2 separate regions of the Sus scrofa genome follow, and region 1 is linked to region 2. Evidence: chromatin contacts called from public Hi-C data. All regions are on one chromosome and are shown on one strand. Each heading gives the region's core, a stretch centred on a gene start, on an enhancer-like site or on the middle of the called end of the contact. The rest is flanking DNA. Distances are from core to core; before and after follow the strand shown. Region 1 has its middle 56 kb from the start of PTPN1. Region 2 holds the start of SNAI1 (zinc finger protein SNAI1).

Region 1 (5,697 bases), core at 1,282-3,781, 410 kb after region 2:
AGTAGGTGGATCAGTGCAAAGCAATGAGTGTGTTCCATCCTCCAGCCCCAAGGATTGGTTCTGGGATGGGCATGTGACCCAAGTCAGGCCAACCTGAGTTAATCTCAGACTTATGCTGGGATTATGTAGAAAAGTCAGCTTCTATACACTTGGCATGCTGACCTGGCAGAATGCAAGCCTGAGATGCTGGGGACTCTTTGTCACCACATCCTGACACAGAAGAAAACAGAACTGAGAATTGGAAAGAGAGGGTTCTTAACAGATGCACATCTGGATACAGCCATTCCTGAAACTGAACCCATCTCAAGACATGTACAGAAACCAATACATTCTCACACACACACACACACACACACACACACACACACACACACACACACTTTTTTTTCTTAAGCCATTATGAAGTGGGTTTATTTCTGTCATTTTCAACCTGGAGTATACAAGTGGGTAAATAGCTATTTCCAGACTGGAAGACAAATGGCTGTGGCAAAAGCAGACCATAAGAAATCCCTGCCTGGAGTTCTCAGCATGGCGCAGTGGTTAACGAATCTGAATAGGCACCAAGAAACCCCTGTCAAGTGCTCTGAAAGGTGAAAGGAGAGAAAAGCAGTACTAGTTTCAGGGAAGAGGTAACTTTTTGTTTTCACTCCCCAAATATTCATTATCCATTCAGAATTTTGATATTCCAATAACAATGACCACTTGCTGAAGGATTACCAAGTATTAGGCCCTATGCTGAGCCTTTTCCCAGCTTACTTGTCTTCACAACAGCACCATGAAGTAAGTACTATTGTCCTTACTTTACAGAGAAAGAAACTGAGGCTCAGAGACATGAAGTGACTTGCTTAAGGCCACACAGCAATTAGATGATGGAATGCTGACTCCAAACCCAAGGTCTTCACCCCTCTGCTGCACTGCTTCATTCCCACATCCACCAGCATCCTCAAGTTTTGCCCCCAAATGTGTTATCAAGAGGTGGTAAGCAGCTAGTTGAGGACAAGCATAAAGTGTGGACAGGGAGACCTACCACCAGAGCCCCTTCCAGGAAGGCCTTGCTGCTGGCCATGGAGAGAGTGGTCAGCAGACAGCTTCCAGCTCCTTTAGGGGTGGCCCCCTCTGCAGAGAGCCACTGCGCCTCATGCCCTTCCGAGGGGAGAGTGAGCTTGGGGCGCTTGAGAGGAGAAGGGCATCTTGTGGGAACCAAAGGGTAGCAGGGAGTGAGGCCAGAGTGGGTAGAGAGGTGGTTCACACAGGCCCTGAGAAACTGCACAGAACCTGCTAGGGGATTAGCAGGACAAAAACACAGCGTCCTTGTTCGAAATTATCAAGGATTTCAAAACGGCCACAGCAGAACTTGAAACTAAGCATGGGATCCTTTGGAGCGCAGGGTGCTGTGTGACAACACAGGGTGCTCACCCATTAAAGCCGGCCCTGGAGCCAGAGTTAGGAGTTGAATTGTATTTTCTGTCTTGTTGAGACATGAAGTCTCGGACACTTGAAGTGACTTTCCCACAGCCCCACAGGGAGACAGTGTTGGAGGCAGGATTCGAATTCAGGTCTTTCTCTCACAACTTGCACCGGAGCTGGGAGGGCCACAGGTGGACAAGAATAGCTCTGGACACCCAAGGTCTCAGGGGCCAGGATTAGGAGTTTGCAGCCCTGAGACCCTGGGGCTGGCAAACCCAATACCTATTCCCTTCTTCCTCTCACCTTTCCCATCGGTGAGCAGATCCTCACTTTCCCGGCATCCCTTGCACCTGGGTCAGGCATAGAATCTGTCTTGTGATCAGCTCTGCCAAAAGAGATATGAGAGGAGTTCTGGGGATTCGAATAAGGAAAGCTTTCACTTTGGGATAAAAGGGAAAGAAGTGGAGGTTGCTGCCCTTCTTCCCATCATTACAAGGACTAAGCATCCATCCTGAAACCATGACGGAGAGCCAAGAGAATTGCAGAGATGCTCGCAAGAGCCCTGATTTTCCTGAGCCACTAAATCAAGACCAGCAACTGCCTCCCTCTGAACTTTTTATTATGGGGGGTGGGAAATAAACCCTTCCTTGTTTGAGCCACACTCACTTGGATTTCCAGCTACTTGTAGCCAAATGCATTTCTATCTATCATCGTCACTTCCTCCAGATCATAGTTTGCTCTGGAGCCCCACTGGACATTCAGAGATACAGAGATCGGGAATGGAGAGGAAACTTCTCTGGATCACACAGTGGAGTCACGAGTTTACTGACTCACCATCCAGTGCTCCTTCTGCTCATGCTATACCTCCTGGTCTATTTCCTTTCATTCAGGCTGCTATAGACATAGCCAACAGCTGCTCTGTAAAGTTAAACATAAGGCAGTGATGACCTTGCCCCTGTATCGTTCCAGTCTCTTACGTAAATAGCCCCCAGGCCACTGCCTCCAAGCCTTTGGACTCAGGTCAGCTTCCCACATCCTTTAAAAAGATGAGATGACCAACTGTAGTGTCTATGCTCCTGGAAAGTGTGAGTCACGAACCATGAAGCAGAAAGTTCACAGCCAGGAGTCTGCCTATCACACTCGTAGTCTCGTCCCCCAGGCTTCCACTAAGTTTGTTCAAATGAAGCACTGACTCATCTGCAGCTTGTGGTCAGCTCTGACACTCAGATCTTCTCCTGCTCTTCTTGTGCCAGGCTGGTAGCCCTTAGTTAGGTGCTGTCAACCTCCTGTCTCTGTGCATTTGCTTCCACCACCCCCTGTTTTTTAAAGGATTACATGAACCCTAAAGAAATAATACTACTTTCATATTCTAAGTGCTTGAAATGAATTTTAATTTTTTTCTCAAAAATCATTGTCTGAGATAAGTAGTAAGGCTTAGAAAAGTTAAGTCACTTTCCCAGGATAGCAGAGCTAGGAGTATTTGGTGAAGCTGGAATATGGCCATGAGCCTCTTTGGTCCTGGAATCCAGCTCTAATGGACAAAGCCAATTGGATCCATTAGGATCGTTTCAGAGGCTCCACAATAGTAGTTTAGACTATAATAACATTTATTGTTTTTTAAAAGACTTCTGGAGATTGGAGACCCTAGGATGTATTTGGCATCTGAAGGTTGTTGTAAAGGACTGACACTCCTGGCCTTCAGCAGCAAGTCAGCACCTTGTCCTTAGGCTGATCACCTAATGTCACAAGACGGCTGCCACAGCTCACTCATCACCTCTTCTCACAGCTAAGTCCGCAGTCCAAAAGGAAGAAAAAAGGCAAATAGGCCTCTCTTCATATGCTTTTTTCTTATCAGAGAGGAAATCCTTTCCCAGAAGCCTCCAGCAGAGTTTCCCCCTTGGCCATAGACCACCCCTAGACCAATCACAGGACCAGGAGGATAGAATGGCCATAGTTGCTTTAACCAAATGTAGTTTATTTCCCAGAGCCAGGCACCTGGCTAGCAGAACAAAGTCAGGGTTCTGCCAGAAGGGGGGAATGGCAGTTGGCATGGCAACTGCCAGTGTCTGACGACCCAGCATTTTTAAATGGTTAGCACAGGCATCACTGTTGATTTACAAGGTTATTCTAAGTGGTACATGGATAAAGTTGGGCTTTTGTCTTTTTTTTTTGGTCTTTTCTAGGGCTGCACCCACAGCATATAGAGGTTCCCAGGATAGGGGTCTAATTGGAGCTGTAGCCTCTGGCCTACGCCTGAGCGCCAGCAACTCAGGATCTGAGCCATGTCTGCAACCTACACCACAGCTCATGACAACGCTGGATCCTTAACCCACTGAGCGAGGTCAGGGATTGAATCCGAAACCTCATGGTTCCTAGTCGGATTTGTTAACCACTGCGCCACGACGGGAACTCCTCCAATTTAGTATTCATTACGTATTGACACACATTTGAAAAAATGCATATATTGCTATCTCATCAGAACCATGGATATTACTTCTCCAGGTGAAACAACTGTATTTAAGGTTTTTAAAACAATTATATGAGTTAAAGAAAAATATTAAGTGAATAATAATTCGTTTACTTCAAGATTTGGCAATTGTAAGAGTAGGAAACACTGTTCTATGTTACCCTGCTTGGCATTTTTTTTCCCAGCTTCTAAAAGGCATTCTGCCTTCAACCTCTCTCTTGAGGAAAATAAACATCCACAAAGATTTTTGCATCCTCTGCAAATATGATTCGAATAAAGCCTCAAGCTCAAATATAATCCAGGCTTTCTCAGCCTGGAGGGAGGGACAGGCATCTTGACTCCAATCCTTTCCTGGTATTTCTCCTCTGTCTTAGTGGTTTTACTGGGTCTGCCCCTCCTGTTGTAAGCTGTGGAAAATCCTATTTCTCAAAGAACAAGATATAAGTAATAAACAGAGTGACCACTTGAGATTTCTTGTCCTTGTCAAGAATTTTCAAACTTTCCTGCAGCCTGAACTCTTTCCATTTAAACAGGAACTCGGGGGGTCCAGCCTAAGGACTGGATAAATTATGGCCCAGCGACACAATGAGAGATACTAACACCTTTGTTAAGAGGAATGAGGTAAATCAATACAAATCTTCCTCAACTTACGGTGAGGTTACATTCCAATGAACCCATCACAAGTGGAAAATATTAAGGTGAAAATGTATTTAATACACCTTAACCTATCAAACATCATGGTTTAGTCTCACCTACCTCAAATGTGCTAAATAATGCTTACATTAGCCTAGAATTGGGCAAAATCATCTAACACAAGGCTTATTTTATAGCAGAGTGTTGAGCAGCTCAAGTCATCTGTTGCTACTGTACCAAAGTGAAGAACTGAATGCCCATCTGGGTACAGGGTGGTTCGAGGCATATCGTTGTTCACCCTAGTGATGGTAGGGTGGACTGGGAGCTGCAGCTTGCTGCCCTGCCAGCATCACCAGAGAGGACTGGGCCTGGAAAAAGATCAAAACTCAAAATCGGAATCACAGTTTCTCCTGAATGCATATCACTTTCACAGTGTTGCAAAGTTGAAAACTCTCAAGTCGAACCATCGTAAGTCAGGGACCATCTATATGTGCTGATGTCAATATCTCTCCAGATCCACGGTTACGCGAAAAAATCAGAGCAAGGTGTAAAGGGTCGCACAGAGCCTGAAATCCTTTGGGCATCGTGGGCCGTACAGTCCCCGCTGCAAGTCCTAAAGTGGGCTGTCGGAGCACGAAAGCGGCCACAGAGGGCACACAAACACGAGGACAGTCCCATACAACTTCATCTATGGACACTCACCGTTTAATTTCATATCATTTTTATGTGCCATAACGTATTATCTTTCTTTGGATTTTTTTTTCAAACCACTTAACAATATAAGAAAATGTAAAAGCCATTCCTTACTGGCAGGCTGTACCAAAGCAGGTGGCAGGATGGATTTGTCCTGAGAACCGTAGTTTGCCAGATGCTGTGTATAAACCGCTGGTGCAAAAAGAAATGATAGAGAAACCCAACAACAGAGAGAGAGATTGCATTATATATATATATGGATGGATGGATGGGTGTGTGGTGTACGATATATTTGGAGAGAAGGAGAGATCTGTATATATAGCTAAAAGCACGCGCGAGAAGCTGGCAACAGTTGGTGTTCTGGAGACAGGAACTGGGAGAGATCAGATGAAGGCAGAAGGGAGACAGTTTTCCCCACAACCCCCTTAAACTGTTTGACTTTTTCTCCGTGTGCTTGTGTTGCTTTTACAAAGCAGAAAACATTTGCCAAAGCAAAA
Region 2 (5,811 bases), core at 2,407-4,906:
ACAAGGGAGGGCACTGCCCAGATCCGAGGAAGGCCCCTCCCCGCTTACACCTCCGGGAGGGCGCAGGTGACCCACCTGAGGAAAATGGAAAGTGGGAGGCCCGGGCAATGGCGTTTTGCGTACCAGCGGCCTCCAAACTCTACCCATCCTGGCATCTCCACGCGATAGAACACCCACCTTTTACAGTTGAGGAAATAAATTGAAGCTCAGGGTGACCCAGGAGGAGGTAGAGCAGTAATCCGTCACTTACCAAGCGCTTGTTTGAGCACCTACTAAGTGCTTTGAAGAAAACTGAATAGAGTAATGGAATAAAGTGATGTGGTGGGTGAGGCAGGGTCCTACTTTGGCTGGGATGATCAGAGAAGCCTCCCTCGAAGAGGTGACTTAAAAATTTATGTTCAATGTTATTCTTACCAAAAGTATATAAATTGTCTACATGAAGTTTAAAGACTAATAATACATTTCTTCCTGTTTGAGAAACAGAACATAACCCTGGACAGCAGAAATTGACAGGACATTGTAAATCAACTATAATACTTTTTTTTTTTTTTCCTTTTTAGGGCCCCAATCACGGCATGCAGAGGTTCCCAGGCTAGGGATCGAATGGGAGCTATAGCTGCCGGCCTACACCAGAGCCACAGCCACACAAGATCCAAGCTGTGTCTGCGACCTACATCACAGCTCACCGCAACGCTGGATCCTTAACCCACTGAGCAAGGCCAGGGATCAAACCGCAACCTCATGGTTCCTAGTCAGATTTGTTGCTGCTGCACCATGACAAGAACTCCTATAATTTAAAAATTTTAAAAAAAGAAACGGAACATTACCAAGAACACACTAGAAGCCCCTCCTCCCCCAGCTAACCACACTCCAGAATTTTGTGTTAAACATTTCCTTGCTTTTCTTTGTAGTTTTACCACCTCCATATACATTCCTCGACAATAAAGGGTTTGGTTTGCCTGCTTTTGAACCTGATGTAAATCCAACTAACTGTATGCATTGGTTCGAATTGGTTCTTTTTGCTTAAAATGATGTCTCCGAGATTCATCCCTATTGTGTTGCATGGAGTTGTAGTTTTGTTTTTTGGATTTTTTTCTGGCTGCCCTTGCGGCATGTGGAAGTTCCTGGGCCAGGGGTTGACTCGCAGCGCAGTTGCAATCTGTGCTACAGCTGCAGCAATGCCGGGTCCTTAAACTGCTGCTCTGCACGGGAACTTGTAATTCGTTTTTATTGCTGTATAGTATTTCACTGTGGGATTGTACCACAGTTTATTAATCCATTCTACTGTTGACAAACACTTGAGTTATTTCCAGGTTTTTTTGTTTGTTTTGTTCTTTGTTGCTGTTAGGAACAAGGGTGCAATGAATATTGTTTCTTCTGGGATTAGTGCTGGGCCAGCAGGTCTCAACCTCGGCTGCTCACTAGAATCACCTGGGGAGGTTTTGTAAATGCTAATACCAGAGGGCCCCACCCAGACTAATCAAATCAGTAGGACTCTGGGGGTGGGGCCCAGGCTAACGTTCCCTCAGGGAATCTAATCTGCAGGTGGGGGCTGAGAGCCTCTGGGATGCATTTGGCTTGGAAGTAGAATTGCTGGGAAGAGAATCACCTGTTATTAGATGATGCCAAACTTTTCCAAAGTGGCTTGTCCCTATGACACTCTCACCAGCACAGGACAAAAGCCCTCCTGCCTCCACATCCTCAACACTTGCTATTGACCACATTTTAACTTTTTATCTTTCTGATGAGTGTGAAATTGTATCTCACTTCGGTTTTAATTTGCATTTCAGTCATTACTAATGAGGCTGAGCAGTTGTCGAAGTTCACACTGAAACAAAGACTGCAAAGGAGCTAACCAGGTGAAGATCTAGGGGGAAAGAGATTGGGGGGGGGCAGGGATGATGAACAGCAGGTGCCAAGGTCCTGTGGTGGGCCAGGGCTGGGATGTGGAGGAACAGAAAAAGGGGCGGGGAATCATAGTGCAGGGGAAGCGGAGGAGAGTGGCTCCAGACAAGATCAGCAGAGGTCAGATCAGCAGGTGGAGGCCTGTGGAGAAGAGAGCTTTCACTCTGAGGCAGATTGGAACAGGGGAGGGTTTGAGCAGAGGGACACAGCCTTACTCTCTCCCTCTGGAGGCACGTGGAAAATAGGGACTGGAACTAAAGAGATGTAGAAGGGGATATATTCTTCCTAAAGACTGCCTATGCCCTGTCCCCCACCTTACCCTCCCCTCACCAATTAGAACAGGGTAAGGAAGATTGTTTTGTTCACCGCTGTTATGACCCAAACAGACAGTTGTCCCAGCCCTGTTCTAGGTGTGGAGTGGAGAGGCTTACAGGTGTTCATGGTCCTTGCTTCACAGGTGGGAACAAGTTGGGTGGGGCTTGTGGATTTATCTCTGTGCCCCATCTCTCCCTCAGGCCTGGCATAGCTCTCAAAGTTGGTGGGCTCACAGGAACGCTGAGCGCAAGGGTACAGCTGTCCCCACATTGAATCAGTCAGTGCCCTCCCACCCCCTGCCCCAGGTGGAGCCCAGCATTAGGTCCTTCAGACAGTACTGCTGACCCCAGACAAGCAAAGAGACCATGGCAGCCCCTGCCTTCCCTTCTTCTTTTTCCCACCTGCCCAGTCTTTCTCAAACTCTCAACAGGTCCCTCCTCAGCTGAAAATTCTTCCTTGGCTCCCCAGTGCCCTTGGGGCAAAGTCCAAACTCCTCCAGGCCCTGGACGCCCAGCAGACCTGACCCCTCTGCCCTGCACCCCACCCCCATCCCTGGGAGCTGCTCTCAGCGGCTCTGAAATAGTTACTGATTCCTACCTCAGGCCTTTCCCCTCAGTATTTCTTCACTTCCTCTGGGAAGCTGCCCCCGACCCCCTGTCAAGTGACCCGCCTCTTGACTGTCACAGTGCCCTGTGGTCTCCCCCTCCTCCCCCCATCAAAGCACACTTCCCTTTGCATTGGAATTGTCTGTTTACTTCGTCTGTCTCCTCTACCGGACGGGGTGCTACCTTTGGGCAGAGACCCTGAGTGTTTTGTTCAGGGCTGTATCCCCAGCTCCAGGAACAGTGCCTGGCACGTTAGTGGGCACTCCGCAAACATGTGATAATTGAGGGAACGGATGCATTTTTTTCTAGATGATGCCCGTTTGCTTTGCAGAAAAGGCTGTGGCATTGCACACGGCCAGCAGCCACCTGAAGGTGTCCATTGCCTATCTCCCTCCCTCGTCAATCCCACGCTCTTTGCGAGGCACCCTTCGGGCAAAGGAAATTTCCCACCCCTTCCCAAACCCGAGGCGGTGGCGGTTTTTTCGGAAAGTCAGGTGCCCAGACCCACGGCGCGTGGCGCCAGGGGGCGCCAGAGGCGGGCGACTGTGCCACGCTGAGCTGGCGGGCGCACGGGTCCCGAAGGGGGTCCGGCTTAGGCCGGGGTTCCTGGCGCCACGCCTCCGGCAGCCCGCAGCGGAGCGAGGAGAGCAGCGCCCTCAGCCCGGCGTCCCAGTTGCCCCACCCGGCTCCCAGCGCCACGCGGCGCGAGCCCCGCCAGCCCCAGGCGCACCTGCTTGGGGCGTGGTCTCCGGCGAAGGCCCTCCTTGATTGGTTTGGAGGTGACAAAGGGGGCGTGGCAGCGCTCGGCCCCCGCCCACACGCTGGTGGAGTACTTAAGGGAGTTGGAGGCGCGTCTCCACTCACAGCGCAGCTGCACGGCCTTGCGGGTGGAGGGCCTTGCGATCCCTGCGCGACCCCGTGACCCCCCCGCTGCTTCGGCCACCATGCCGCGCTCTTTTCTCGTCAGGAAGCCCGCCTGCTCCCGACGGAGGCCCAACTACAGCGAGCTACACGACTCTTCTCCAGGTGAGTGGATGGGGTGCCAGACCCCCGGGGGGTTGGGGGGAGCACTCGGTGAAGGCTGCTTGGTGCGGGGGCGGCATATGAGGGGAAGGGACTTGGGGTCAAAATCGAGGGCCCAAAGTCGAGGGCCCAAAGTCGAGTCAAAGGATACGGCCTGGAGAAACGTGGAGAGGGATGTGACTAGCCCCGGGCAGGTGGATCTGGGAGATTGGGAGAGGGCTTTTAGAGGGCGGTGGTCTTGGGCTGAGGGGACTTTTTAGGCGCCGAGAGGCGGGGAGCCCCAAGAGCACTGAAATGGGGGGAAGAGGCTTGTGTCTGGATACCCGCCGGCCAGTGTCTGGGAAGAGTCCGGAGTCCAGAGGATTTGGGGGGAGGGGGCAGGAGGAGAGACGTGTATGGAAGGGGGTCTGGGACAAGCGCAGTGCCTCGGCAGCCGAGGCGATTAGGGGCCAGGGTGCTGGGGTCTTTCCTCAGGCTGGGGACTTGGTCAGCTCAGGAGGAAGGAAACCTAGGAATGACCTCCCTGAGCTGGAGGGATCCTTCCTGTAAGATCTGGAAGTTGAGATGGAAGAACGGGTGACCTGGCTGAGGAGTGGGCTCTGCCAGGGCAGAAACCTGTCTTTTACTCATTTAAAAGCAGTAACCCTCTCTTATTCATTTAATAAGCACGGAGTGCCAACCCCACTCAGCCCCTGGCCCACATCAGGCAAATGTTTGCTGACTGACAGACTGACTGACCAACTTAATGCCTAACTTTGCCCTTTTCTCTGTCTCCCCACCAGAGTTCACTTTTCAGCAGCCCTATGACCAGGCCCACCTGCTGGCAGCTATCCCACCTCCTGAGGTCCTCAATCCCACCGCCTCACTGCCCACGCTCATCTGGGACTCTCTCCTGGCACCCCAAGCCCAGCCGATTGGCTGGGCCTCCCTTCTGCCCCAGGAGATCCCCAGGGCTGTCGAGCTGACCTCCCTGTCTGACGAGGACAGTGGGAAAGGCTCCCAGCCCCCCAGCCCACCCTCACCGGCTCCTTCGTCCTTCTCTTCCACCTCAGCCTCCTCCCTGGAGGCCGAGAGTTATGCTGCCTTCCCAGGCTTGGGCCAATTGCCCAAGCAGCTGGCCGGTCTCTCCGTGGCCAAAGACCCCCAGTCTCGCAAGGCCTTCAACTGCAAATACTGCAACAAGGAGTATGTCAGCCTGGGTGCTCTCAAGATGCACATCAGAAGCCACACGCTGCCCTGCGTGTGTGGCACCTGCGGGAAGGCCTTCTCCAGGCCCTGGCTGCTGCAGGGCCACGTCCGGACCCACACCGGTGAGTACCCTGCAGGCTGGCTGCCTTTCTGACCCTCCCATGCCTTCTCTGCCAGCTCTTGCCAGACAGGGTGTGCTGTTTTCTGGTTGTAGAAACTGAGACCCCCAGTCTCCTGACTCACGAGTTCAGGGGCCTGACTCTGAAACCTTTGACGGAAACGTTTCTTCATTCATCAGCCCAGATGGGCTGAGTAGATAACTCAGTTCCTCAGCCAAATGGGTTGGAGCTGGATATGGGAAAGGTGTAACCAACACCTTGCTGTTGGGACCAGGTGTGAAGGGGCCCACCCTGCTCCACCCTCCTCCAGCCCACCCCCACCCCCACCCTAGCCAGACAGGATGTTGTCAAGACTCCCCACTAGGCTCTGAATCCTGATTGGGGATCTTCCCCAAACCTTGGGCTGAGGTTCCTCCTCTCTGAGCCTCAGCACCCTCCACCGTAAAAGCATAAGAACACCTTGGAGGGGTTTCGTGCCAGTTAAACGAAAGAAAGCATACAGACAGCACCTGGGACAGGGCTTGGTACCTGATCAGCACCCACAAAAGTGGTTGTTGGTATTTTTTCTGCTTCCATGCTGTGTGCCTTTGAGCAAGTGATTTCACCTCTCTGAGCCTCTCTGATAACCTTATCTATAGGCTGGATTATGATAGTGT

The links. A called contact is a pair of places that touch in the nucleus more often than the background predicts.
Region 1: a contact with region 2 is called in a Hi-C map of embryonic fibroblasts, with 6 times the contacts expected there. The contact joins the enhancer-like site here to the promoter of SNAI1 in region 2. A contact is called at or near these places in 3 of 5 promoter capture datasets (fetal liver, fetal skeletal muscle and liver), 12 of 47 Hi-C or Micro-C datasets (alveolar macrophages, embryonic fibroblasts, fetal skeletal muscle and 8 more) and 1 of 2 datasets of contacts at active chromatin or transcription factors (alveolar macrophages).

Annotation. Positions count from the first base shown.
Region 1 is chr17:51,958,555-51,964,251 of Sscrofa11.1, forward strand. No RefSeq gene overlaps it. Among named protein-coding and RNA genes, the nearest start is that of PTPN1, 56 kb to the right of the region's middle. Within about 2 kb of position 2,532, at least 21 of the 83 cell types and tissues checked have an H3K27ac peak or open chromatin away from gene starts, as enhancers often do. A contact at or near this core is called in alveolar macrophages, embryonic fibroblasts, fetal liver and 2 more, where this site is marked.
Region 2 is chr17:51,542,790-51,548,600 of Sscrofa11.1, forward strand. SNAI1 (zinc finger protein SNAI1) reads left to right here and starts at 3,657. Exons shown (of 3, transcript XM_021077961.1): 1 at 3,657-3,851; 2 at 4,631-5,158. The coding sequence starts at 3,770.